Linked DNA regions of Mus musculus: region 1 is linked to region 2. Evidence: chromatin contacts called from public HiChIP or PLAC-seq data. All regions are on one chromosome and are shown on one strand. The core of a region is the stretch at or near the end of the contact, and the rest is flanking DNA. Distances in the headings are between cores, read along the strand shown.

Region 1 (6,559 bases), core at 1,525-4,024, 110 kb before region 2:
CTTACAAGCTACTCAACTGCTCTACCAACTCATCCTCAGCCCTAGCCGAGGAAAATGTCGTGATAAATAAATACATTGGGGCTGGAGAGACGGTTCTATGGATAAACTGCTTGCTTTATAAGTGTGAGTGCTAACCCTCATAAAAGCCAGTCCAGTGTGACAGCCACCTGCAATCCCAGCGCTCAGGAGGCCGAGACAGAGGACCTGCTGGACAAGCTGGGACTCTGAATTCCAGACTCAGTGAGAGACCCTGCTCCGATACATGAGGTAAAGGGCATGGACTTTGGGTCTACACTTGTATGCCCACACGTGTCTACACACCCATATGCACACATATAAGAGAGCTTCACACTACATACACATGCAAGACACGAATAGATGAAAAGAAAAATGGTGTATGGTAGACATGCCTGTAACCCTAGAATCTGTGGGTTGAGGCAGGAGGATAACAAGTTCAAGGCCAGATTGCGTCATATAAGACCCTGTCTTTAAAAAATAAATCGAAGCTGGAGAGATGGCGTGGCATTTAAGAGCACTGGCTGCTCTTCCAGAGGACCCAGGTTCAATTCCCAGCAACCCCACAGTGGCTCCCAACTGACTGTAACTCTAGTTCTTGGAGAATAGGAGATCCAACACCCTCACACAGACATGTATGCTGGCAAAACATCAATGTGCATGAAGTAAAAATAAATGTTTTTTTTTTTTAGGTGAATAAATAAATAATTAAAATGGCTTTATACTGGCCCCCCAAATAACTGTGAAATTATCTAGACCTACATTTGGGAAAGTTTAAATAGAATGATAATAGTTAAGATTTAATAAGAACATACTATAGTAGTCTATGCTTCACATTTCTTATATATAATCATGTTGAATCTCTGTAGTACCCTTGGCAGTGAATGTCATTAATCACATCTCACAGGAAGGATGCAGATGCTCAGGGAGGTCATGACCCCCGAGATCATTTAAGTGCACAATTCTATAGCAGTTTTCAATGTCCAACTCATGTGTATAGATGCTGAGGTTGTCACTGTGTCCGGAAGAGGCATCTCCTTGTCTCTTGGCAGCCACCACAAAGTATTTCTTTTGTATCACTCTGTTACATATTCAGATACACAGAAAATCAGTCCTGGCATGTTAGCAGGGGTCAACCTTCCTAACTTTAGGACCCTTTGATACAGTTCCTCCTGTTGTGGTGACTCCCAACCATAAAATTATTTTGTTGCTACTTCAGAACTGTAATTCTGCTACTGTTATGAATCATAATTTAAATATCTGATACTTGGGATATCTAATACTTGGCCTCAAAGGAGTCACAACCTACAGGCTGAGAACCACCGCACTAGATCCTAGCCTTTCAACCCATGGGCTCCGGAGCCTGCAAAGATCTTTAGAAAATAAACTCAAAGGAAGGCTCTTACATTTTAAAAATGGCTTGTAGGATCCTGTGGCATATCCAGCAACTAGGAACTGAATCCCCGATTCCCTGAAAGGGATAAAGTATAGCATAAATTTCCAAGGAGGAACACACTGCCTGTAGCATATAAGCTTGGTACCCTCTGAACTGAAACTGAATGATATTCATGAGATGTTAAAGTGTTTAGTAATTTCCCCCTTTTTCTTTTTTCTTGGGTTTTTTTTTGGGGGGGGGGGAGTGGCGGGGGGGGGGGGGGACGACAGGGTTTCTCTGTGTAGCCCTGGCTGTCCTGGAACTCACTTTGTAGACCAGGCTGGCCTCGAACTCAGAATCCGCCTGCCTCTGCCTCCCGAGTGCTGGGATTAAAGGCGTGCACCACCACGCCCGGCAAATTTCCCCTTTTCAACAGAGGCACGGTTGATGTTCTGACTTAAAGAAGGTGTGTGTTCTGTGGCGCCTTTCCGGCTTCCGGGAGCACACTCTAAGCTTCTGGGAGCACGCTATCGGCTTCCGGGAGCACGCTGATGTACAGCTTTAAAAGGCCCCAGCGCCTCGGCTTTCTAAATCACCAGCAATACCTAGAATAATGGGGTACAGTGAAACAGTAGCACTGCCCTGTTTAGCAGGGAGGGGAAACATCACAGGAAATGCTCTGTGGAGGCTGGAGACACAGCCCGGTGGCACAGAGCCAAAGGCAAGGTCTTGGTTTCAATCGCCAGCTCTCCGCACGGACACAGCACACCATTCTGGGGTCACACTGATTCGGTGTAGATGTAAACACTGACACTTATCTGTATGATTTGTGGTGTGTGTTTTGTTCCTGTTTTAAACTTGTGGTTACTTGTTAATTTATGTGTATGCGCGTGCCCGTGTGAGTTTATGTACAGCGTGCATGTATGTGCTGGTACCCTGAAAGGCCTTGAAACCCCTTTAGAACAAGCGCCACGGGTAGTTGTGAGCCACCTGGTGTGGGTGCTGGGGACTGAACCCAAGTCTTTTAACGGCGGCGGCACTCTGATGGTTTGTATATGCTTAGGCCAGGAAGTAGCACTATTAAGAGGTGTGGCCTTGTTAGAATAGGTGTGTCACTGTGGGCGTGGACTTTAAAACCCTGGTCCTAGATACCTGGAAGTTAGTCTTCTCTTAGAGGCCTGCAGATAAAGATGTTGAACTCTCAGCTTCTCCTGCACCATGCCTGCCTGGATGCTGCCATGCTCCCACCTTGATGATACTGCACTAAATCTCTGAACCTGAAAGCCAACCCCAGTTTATGCTGCCGTAATAAGAGTTGCCTTGGTCATGGTGTCTGTTCACAGCAGCAAAACACTAAGACAGTCTGTTAGCACGCTTAACTACTGAGCCATTTCTTCAGCCCCACCCCCTTTTTTATAGGTCACCAAGCTGGCCTGTAACTTCCTTTGTGACATAGGCTAGCCTCAAACTCAAGATTCTCTTATCCCAGTGCTGATCTTACAAGTGTGTTCAACCATACCTAGCTCTGCTCTCTGTATCCGGAGCCCCCAACTGTAGAATGGGACTGTGAGCCGATTAGAGAAGAGTGCGCATGCTCAATAGCAGTACGTAAAGGCCCGCCATTGTCTGACATACATGAGTTGCTGATAGTGTTCCTTGCCAACGCTTGCTTGACTACGTAAAGAAAACCCTGCCATTTTCTCCCAGGTACATCGTTAGTACTAAAAACACTCTTCTTCATCTTTGTGGAATTGCTTCGTAGCATCGTGCTAAGCTCACACTGTGAAATGCTTATGTTGAGACGGGGTCCTGAGTCCATGAGCGTTCTCTCAAAGAAGACCATCCCTAGGAGACTTCTAACTGTCTTGCCGTCCCGATCTGATTTATCCTTTGCAGAGCTCAGTGACAAAGAAAATTAAAAGATTTCTTATTTTAAAAAAAGATAATTATTAAATGCCTGTGAGATGGCTCAGCAATTCAAATCCCTTGCAGCCTGCACAAGTCTGACAGCCTTGAGTTCAAACCCCAGAACCTTCAGTGGAAGGAGAGAATCAACTCTTAAAAGCTTCCCTGAGACCTCCACCCATGGAGTACTATGGCATACACACACCTTCACACAAACACAACAACAACAACACTTTTCATATTAGAGTGTTGCGGGCATAGCTCAGTGGTGGCACACTTGACTACTCTGTGTATGAGATACCAGATCCCATCCACCACATTGAAAGAAATAAAAATTAAAATTAAAATTAAATTAAATTTAAAAAAAAAAAACACCTTGATTTTTGAGCCAGGTATCCTGCCATTCTAGAACCTGTGTTAGGAGGACCTCAAGTTCAAGGCTAGCCTGGGCTATATAGTAAGACTCAGCCTGAAAACCCAACAAAAGGAAACCCTGTGAGAAATTTCAAGATAGCAACAGGAGAACCTTAAGTGAAGGGCCGAGCCCCTATGGATAAGGAACACTATGTCACCGCACAAGTCACCAGCCCTGGAAGCCATCACTGGTGCCATGGCTTCCCTTTGGTAACAAACAGCGAGATCTCTCTAACTTCATCCATGTATTTATTTCTTGAGATATCTATTCTTAGCCCGTTTTTTCCAGGCAGTTGAGGATTAGCGTGTCTGCGGGAATCCCAACCTCTTGTGTCAGAGGGAAAACATAACTGCTCTCCTGGAGCATGGGGAAATTTGGCAACCGTCCTGGTCATAAGGCTTTGTGGCGGTCGGTGATAGACATGCAATCTTCTTCCTAGTCTAGAAAGTCCCCACCACCTCTCAACTAGGGCATGCAGTACCCCCAACAGGCTCAGTTTTCCAATCCTTCCATTCTTCTCATGAAAAAATAAAAAATAAAAACAAATTGTCCTATATGTGTGCATGCATGCATATGTGTGGGGAGGTGGGAGCAGAAGTTAACCTGGAGTGTCAGCCATGGGTCCTCGTCTACTTCACGACAATGCCCTCCACTGGCATGAAGATCACGCTAGATTAGTGTAAGTGGCCAGAGAGCCCCGAGATCCCTTTGTCTCTGCCTCCCCTGCACTGAGGGTTGTTACCATTTGGAGCTGGAGTTACAGGTGGTTGTGACCTGAACTCACAACCTTAGGAGTGACTCACAACAACTTTGGAGTGGTGTGTGTGTGTGTGTGTGTGTGTGTGACCACTCCAAACATTTTTGCCTGAGTTCTGGAGATTAAACTCAGATCTTCATGCTTGCAAAGCCTGTGCCAGTCTTCCGATGAATGAGGTTTTACATGTGTGTGGTGTAATGTGTGAATGTCTACTCACACGTGTAGGGGTTTACATGTGCGCACAATGCCCAAGACTGACATCAGATGTCTTCTTCTACTGCTCTTCCCCTTATGCTATGGAGCAAGATCTCTCACTTCCACTCAGAGCTCACCAGGTCTGCTAGTCTAGCTGACCAACTTGCTCCAAGGATCTCTGGTCCCTACCTCCCATGCACTTGGATGATAGATGGGCCACCATGCCCACCAGCATGTGTATGGATGCTGGGATCTAAATTTCCAGACCTCATATTGGCATAGCAAGGGCTTTGCCCAATGAACTCTCTCTCAAGACTTGGAGTGAATTTATTGATGTGCATTTTCCTTTGTAGTGTCTCTAGGTTTGATTCCTAGATTACTCGGGGCTATTAAACATTAGTTCTGTAACCTTAGGTTACTGATGTTAATGTCTATTGAACATTATGAGAACTGCTGCAACATCCTTTCTTCGTGAACAGCCTTGCCTTTGATATTGAAATATCGAATGAATAGATTATTCATAAGTGTCTCTTTTAAAAAATAATTCACAACGCTCAATGCAGATTTTACCAGTATGTCCTTCCTATGAGGCTAGATCAAAAAGAAAATCTATGGCAGACTCATGTGTTCACTTTAGTGTCTTGAACCCTCTTTGAACTGATGGTACAGAATGTGCTGTGTTAGGTTGCTCCTGTTTGTTGCAACCTAGACACTTCTCTTTAAAGCACATGCTTACAATCCCAGCTACCTGGCAAACCAGGGCAGGGAGAACTTGGATTCAAGGTCAGCCTGGGCCATGTAACAAGTTATTGCTTAAACAATTTTTTTTCAGCAGTCTTGAATTGCCAGGAATTGCTTAGAAGCAAGGTAACCACGGCCTTTGCAACAGTTAGCAGATAAACAACTCTTAAAAAACAATAATATCAGCATAAACCAGCTAATTTTCTCATGTTTTTAATTATTTGCATTTGGATTTGAGTTGTGGCTGGCTAGGCCAAAGCCAGACATCCCTGTAATCAGATCATGGATGGAGATCAGCTGCCAGCTACTGAGGCAAAAAGGATATGGAATCTTGAGTCCAAAAGTGTAGATCCAAGGAAAAGGAGAAGTGCAAAAGTGCTATATGCTAGGATCACAGCAAGTCCATAAGACAGGACACAGACTCAAGCAAGAGAAAGCGATGTAGCCCATGATAGCCCAAGCCAACAGGCTGTATATGAATAGCCTGCTGCACAGTGCACAATGTATGTATCCCCATCAACCCCGATTTAGAGGGAAACAGAGAGAGGCCAGAATCCCCATTCAGGGGGAAGCAAGTATTCGGGATGAAAGCCCTCTGTCCTGGTCACACTGCCAAGAGATGGCCTGTGGGTCAAGGCAGTCATGACTACCACAGGAACACAGGATTAGAGCAGAGAGAACTTATATTGGCCCTGGACTTGATTAACCCTGGTGAATTTGTACCAATTCTGACCATCAACTCAATGGTCAAATTTTAAGAAATTTTGAATGACAGCTATTAAACATAACTCTTATTAAAATCCATCATGTAGAGTTATAACTAACAAGTTATTGGTTTTAAAAGCAATACAGTGACCATTACAAACACACACACACAGAGCTGATCAAAATGCAGAGTTGTGGAGCCCAAGTCCCAACTGATATATCATCTACAATACAGTACAATTTCTGTACCTAAGGGCCAGGGATCCCTTCAGAAGAGGGAAGGAAGAGTGTAAAAGCAAAGGGTCCAAGGAGTTTGCTGTGAGACGATGCAGTCAAGCCCTACCAAGATGACTACCTAGACATGAGCTGGACATGACAACACCAACAGGCGTGCTAACACATAAGGCAGAAAGCTCGGCCCTCAACCCGACACAAGGAACCACGGGCACCT
Region 2 (6,110 bases), core at 2,888-5,387:
CAAATATACAGGTTTAGTATCTGCCTGTTAGTGATTGTTTCCCATGTGTAACGTTTCGGTTGAGATGTTAACTGGTGGACGAGTACTGTGGATGTGAATGTGGGATGTCATTTTAATCATGTGTAACTGGTCACAAGGCCTAATTTGCAGTAACTATTGCTGTTTTATTTAACAATGCCTTGTTGTTTTGTATGCATAAATGTTTGGGTGTAAAGATTGTGTGTCCATCCAACAGGGAGCCACAGTATTTAAATTGACCAACCTGATGTTACAACGACTTTGAGGTGGCCAAATGTAAACTAAAAGCCTTAATTAAAGTGGTGCAATTTTGTATAACTTAGCATCCGTAGTTCAATAAATTTGGATTGCCGTGCAAGGGCTTGCATTATAGTTACTTGCCACTGAATGTGTTTTGTGTAATGTTTTAACAGTGCTAGTAAATAAATATGGGTTTACCTTTTTAAATGTAATAGGTGTTATTTTACACAGTGTGATTTCATAATTTATACCGTATAGGTAAATCAGACTCTTAATTCCAAGAATGATGAATGAAAGATATCAGGGTTCAGTTTTGGTTTTGTTTTCTTTTCTTTTCTAGAATTGTTTGACTATCCACATAAAACCACCCTTTGAACTTTTCTTTGAGAAAGAATGTTATAAAGCAAGCAGTATTACTTAGGGACAATGCCTTTGGCTGGTGTTCAGTAACTCTGTGGGGAAAGGAGGAAGGATTCAAATACTTTGGGTACTGCACTATGGATTTTCTTTTTTCTGATAGAATACAAATCTTTGGGGAATTAATACACAGAAATTTCCACCATTTATGCTCAAAATATTACTATGGTTATACAATTTTTGATGTGGATTCATGCTACTTTTCTTTTATTATCTCTGTCTTATGTGTGCTATGATTGAACTCTGTGAAATTTATAAAGAAGCTCTTAAACGTTTTCATAGTACTTGCCAGCTGCTGGAGCAACTACTTAGTGGTACCTTCTAGTTTGCAGGTGTGCCAGTCCTCCACACGTGCTGTTTGAAATGGGACATTAAAGGCTTTCGTTTGAAGACGGTCGTACTCGTTATGTATTTAAATTACAGGGCGGCTGCACTGCAGGGCCTGAAGTCAGTGTTGTTCTTCGTGCTCTCGGGTTTTAGTCCTCGAGACATATGGTTTAGTAAAGCCTGGGCTGTTGGGGATTTTTTATATATATAAGCATCTGGGGATGCCTGATTTCACTTTACTATCTTCATCCACTGGCTTAGCAATAGTAAGTGCAACAACCGAGACCAACCCAAGGGCCGCCCTCTTCGAATCCATGCCTGTAAGATTGCTAACCTGGGACACTTGACATTCTGTGCTGGGTGATGTATTGTGGGGCTTACCCTATGCATGTAAAATCCTAAACTAACACCCACTAGCCGTGATAACCCAGTTAGAGTGAATAAAAGAACTGCAGACATCAGATGTGCCACAGCTGTGCCCTAGGTAAGACGGGCTCTGATGGAAAGCACTGAGCTGCAGACAAGGGTCAGGAGCCCAGCGTGACCACTCTAATATAGTAAGTCACCATGTGGGATGCAGAGCCACAGTGAGGGACCCCAGCTATCCACACCCAGCGTTACCCGGTACAGTTGAGCAAACCCGGGGCCTTGTAAGTTGTGGCAAGGTTGCACCACCTGTGTTGACTGTGTCTTGTGCTAGATGAGGATGCTGACAGCATTTGCAGGAGTGAACGCTAGCGTCCTGCTGCGTAATCCTAAGGGCTGCGCTTTATATTTATAGCAAACACCATTTCTCTTGTACAGAAGTAGAAGGTGCATCTGAGGTATGGGAATAACATGTAGGTGGACTTCCCTGAATGGAATAATAGGAAGATAAAAAAAAGGACAAGGGACAGAGAGACCTGTCATGTCCCGAGAGTTGGAGAAGCTGGACTCGGGGGGAAAAACTATTTCCTTTTTTTTCCCCTCTTTTTCACATATCTGTGTAAGAATGTTAAAAACTTACTGTTCTTGCTTTTTTGCACATGTGAGTTGTGTGTAATGCTTTGTAATGCTTTCATGTGTGGGTGCACATGCTGTGTTCTAGTATGTGTGGAGACTAGAGATTTATATCAGGTGTCCTCTGAAGTCACTCCCACCTTACATATCAGGCCGCCATCTCTCAGCTGAAACCAAAGCTTGCAGGTTCTGCTGGTCTAGCCAGCTATCCCCGTTGTCCAGGTCCTCTCTCTACCTCCCCTGCACTGAGATTATATGCAGTCACCCCAGCTACCTGGCAAGCACTGCACCTCCTGCTGAGCCTTCTCATTGGTCCCTAGGCAGCTGTTTGGTTTCTATGTCAGTTCAAGTTTCCCCCCCCCCCCCATTAAGACTGTTTACCATAAATTGACATTAAAAATTCCATTGCAAAGTTAGGTTTTTGGTTTTTTTTAGTCATCTCATCTTAGGTGTGGATTACAAACATAAGGCATTGCTATAAGTCGTCTTTCCAGCTCCTTCAGGATGTGTGTTCATTGAGTGTAAAACTCTAGGCTGGAGGTGTGACCCAGGGTACTTGACTAGCCTGTATAGAGATAGAAGTACTGGGAAATGGGCATGCCCTTTATAGTTAATATTCCTACTGCCTAAAAAATAAGGGTTACCAGTTTGTCTCTCTTAAACTGTTAGTGTGCCTATAATTTTAAAATCAGTTGTAGCTTTATAGTACATCGTACCTGACAAACGCGTGCATGAGCGGTAGGTATGGCGAGTGGAACGTGCTCCTTTCACTGGAGAAGGAAAAATGCACAAGTGTGTTGGGGATGGGGACTGGTGCCAAGGCTGACAGTTGCTGAAGCTCCATACAAGTCCGTCTTTATTGTTATTACTGTTTTGATGGTGGTGGATTTTTGTTGTTTTAGGTTTTTTTGTTTGGTTGGGAATTTTTGTTGGTTGGTTGGTTGGGTTTTTTTCATTTGTTTTTCAAGACAGGGTTTCTCTGTGTAGCCCTGGCTGTCCTGGAACTCACTCTATAGACCACTCAGAACTCAGAAATCCACCTGCCTCTGCCTCCCAAGTGCTGGGATTAAAGGCGTGTGCCACCACCGCTTGGCTTAGCTTTGGTTTTGAGACAAGGTCTTGTTGAGTCCAGGCTGATTTCAGACCTGCTGTGTAGTCAAAGACGACCTTGACCTCTTCCTGGCCGCATTTGCTGAGTGGTGACTGGTGAGGCTACAGGCAAACCCCACCACGCCCGGCCGACCGTAGTTTACATTCTGCAAAAGTAGACACAAAATGACTGTTCTAACTGGATCTGTTTTCTGACTCCAGGGGGGTTTTATGTATCCTATATGTTTTAAGCCTGTTTCCCTTACAACCTTGTAAGTTGCTGATCTTAGGAACTAGAGGTTATATCTAGAACCTTGTAAGTTGCTGATCTTAGGAACTAGAGGTTATATCTAGAATTTGAGATACCTACCTCATTGCCACCGTTCTCTCCAGCGCCTGCTGTATTCCAGGCACTATTCACAGTGCTGAAGATGAAGCAGGTGTTCTGCCTGTGTGGAGATGCGCAGCCAGCAAAGCTCTGCCGGCCGTATGTTGAACCTGCACAGAGCCTTCCATCTTGATGGTGTGGTTAGTTTAGCAAAACCTGCTATCAAGTTTGACAAGTTCAAAGGCTTTTTCTCCTTTGCTGTCAGCCTTCTCATCTGTTGGAGAAGAGTGGGCAGAACTGTTACTATTTGGCTTGATGGCTGGTTAGACCTAGGTTAGCCTCATCTCTGCTGGACCTAAGCTAGCCTCGTCTCCCTCACTGTTGTTGGGAAGTGTGGTAACGCCCATCTATAGCCTTTAGCTCTTCAGCATTTGACTTTTCTAGAAACAACACCCTTACCTTAGAGGATTTCTGTGTGAGTAATGTACCAACCCAAGTTAAAAGGTCACCGCAGTTTTTAAATAAGGCAGAGAACAAAAAGTCTTTCGAGTTTTGTCTTCTGCCTGTTGCCCATTCAGATTTCTGTTTATGGTGTGGTAGTCTGCGTCCCTTATGAGGAATGATTTCAGAACAAGAAACTATCACTGTCAACCCTGCAATGTGCTCCAGGGCTGGGGAAGAAGTGATAAGGCAAAGAAGTCACGTCTTCCGAAGACTTAATGAGTCCCTCCACAGTGGGAGAGGCGAAGGCAGTGAATTCCAGGCATGCTGAGGAACTGCTGAGCTAGACTTAACCCCTTAAGTGATTTGGGCGTATTGCTCGGGTAAAAGGAAAAACCCAAAAACCGTAAGAGTGACTAGAGAACTAGTTAGCCGTTAACCAGTTGGTAAGAGTGACTAGAGAATTGGTTAGCAGTTAACCAGTTGGTCCTCAACCCTGCTGACGCTGCGGCCCTTTACCACGGTTCCTCATGGTATAGGGACTCCGCCCAAGAACAAAGTCATTTTCCTTACTACTTACGATTTTGTTACTGTCGACGATTCAATTCGTAATGTAAATATTTTTGGAGGTAGAGGTTTGTCAGACGGGGTCGAGACCCACAGGTTGAGAACCACTAGAACAACTTAGATGCCAAGGCTTGGGGGAAAAAATGTCTGAGGTTGGTGAGGAACAAAGGGATTGGGCACCGATGAAGATAATCTAGAGAAGCTGACAAGAAGTTGTTGTTGGGATACATTTAAGGAGAAAAAAAAAACACCTTGGGGAAGGGTGGGTTTATGTTGAGTGATGGCTGTCTTCTTCCCCAGAGAGCCACGTTTGACCAGTTGCCCTTACTAATAGGTATGGGTGACATTTGCTTCCATAAGAACTGAGCATGAAAGCCTGGTAGAAGCAGACTTGGGATGGACAGGGTTGGATTAAAGATTGGAGGCAGAGGGTGGTCATCATCTCCCACCATACGCCCCTCACTGTTTCTGCTCTCATTCACACCTCCTGATGGGGACTGACAGCTGATCCAAGGCACCAGGCCTCTGTGGATCTCTACCGAGTGCCCCAGAGCTGCTGATAGCTGGGCCACGGCTACGGGTACAGGCCACCACCAGGTGTGACATGGCTTCCCAATGTCACATGGCTTCCCAATAAAGGCCACACTTTTTTCCCCCTCATTTTTCTTAAACAATACTTTAGTACTTGGCCAGAAATGTTTTAAAGATAAATTAACTGTTTTTGTAATGAGCTGTAGCTCTATTTATCTAATTCTCTGGGGAAGCATTTGTGTCCTAAACAGAGTGTTCTAACAGATGTGGTGGTTTAAGCTATAGAGGTTCCTGCTCACATCCCCAAATCAAAACAGGACTGCACACTTGCTAGAGACGCCAGAAGCAAGCCCGTTCTTTGGCATTTAAAGATACTTGTGATGGTATTCAGAGCCCATCTGGATAACCCAGTGTTATTTGCCAAACCTTTAATTGCATCTGCAGGTGCCCCCTTTTTTTTCAGTTGATTGTAGCATCAAAGGTTTTGGGGGTTGGGGGTGTCAGTGTAACCTTTGGGGGGCCATTGTCTGCCAGAGTCTAAGTCAGCAGACCTCTGTAACGGTCAGAAGCACCTCCCGCAGTCTTGGATTTAAAGTGCTCTGTGGGGATTCTGAGCAAATCTGGGATTAGGTGAGACATCCGTGAGTCACCGCTCCACGAGACAGTCCACAATAAAGGAAAGGTGCCTGAAAGGTGTTTACAGCAATCTTAATTCTGCCTTGTCCTGCTGCCTGGGTCGGGGCTCATTTCAAGAAATGAGGGGTAAAGTGGGTATGGTGACACACACCTAAAATTTTAGTGCTCAGGAGGAGGAAACAGAAGGATACCTGCCCTGACTAAGAGACCTGTCTCAGGGGAGAAAAGGAGCTATGGGCGTGGCTCCTTGATAGAGCCTTTGCCTGAAACAGTAGGGCTGATGCTTAGTACATACTCCAAAAAGGATTAAATGACCTCGGCTTTGGGGCTCTTCCCTCAGTATACAGCCCACTTCCATTCTCAATATGCTTTTCTTCCTTAATAATTATTCCATGCCTAACATAAAACACATGTGGTTTTCCTCCATTTCTCTGTACTGTATTTTTCTCTTAAGCTGATAAAATTGTCCTCAAGCTGGGGGAAATGATAATTAAATGACCTCTGGTGGGCTATGTGA

Evidence for each region. HiChIP or PLAC-seq counts read pairs in DNA pulled down with a chosen protein or histone mark.
Region 1: a contact with region 2 is called in an H3K27ac HiChIP or PLAC-seq map of embryonic stem cells, with 5 read pairs. The contact joins the promoter of 4933411E08Rik here to the enhancer-like site in region 2. A contact is called at or near these places in 3 of 484 Hi-C or Micro-C datasets (the AtT-20 cell line, the G1E-ER4 cell line and natural killer cells), 2 of 115 datasets of contacts at active chromatin or transcription factors (embryonic stem cells and large pre-B cells) and 2 of 9 other capture datasets (adipose tissue and liver).

What each region holds. Positions count from the first base shown.
Region 1 is chr10:117,921,674-117,928,232 of GRCm38.p6, reverse strand. 4933411E08Rik (RIKEN cDNA 4933411E08 gene) reads right to left here and starts at 2,774. Exons shown (of 4, transcript NR_045342.1): 1 at 2,543-2,774; 2 at 1,422-1,486.
Region 2 is chr10:117,808,823-117,814,932 of GRCm38.p6, reverse strand. It overlaps Rap1b (RAS related protein 1b), which reads left to right. Exons shown (of 8, transcript NM_024457.2): 8 at 1-336. Among named protein-coding and RNA genes, the nearest start is that of Nup107, 19 kb to the right of the region's middle. Within about 2 kb of position 4,137, at least 28 of the 459 cell types and tissues checked have an H3K27ac peak or open chromatin away from gene starts, as enhancers often do. A contact at or near this core is called in embryonic stem cells, where this site is marked.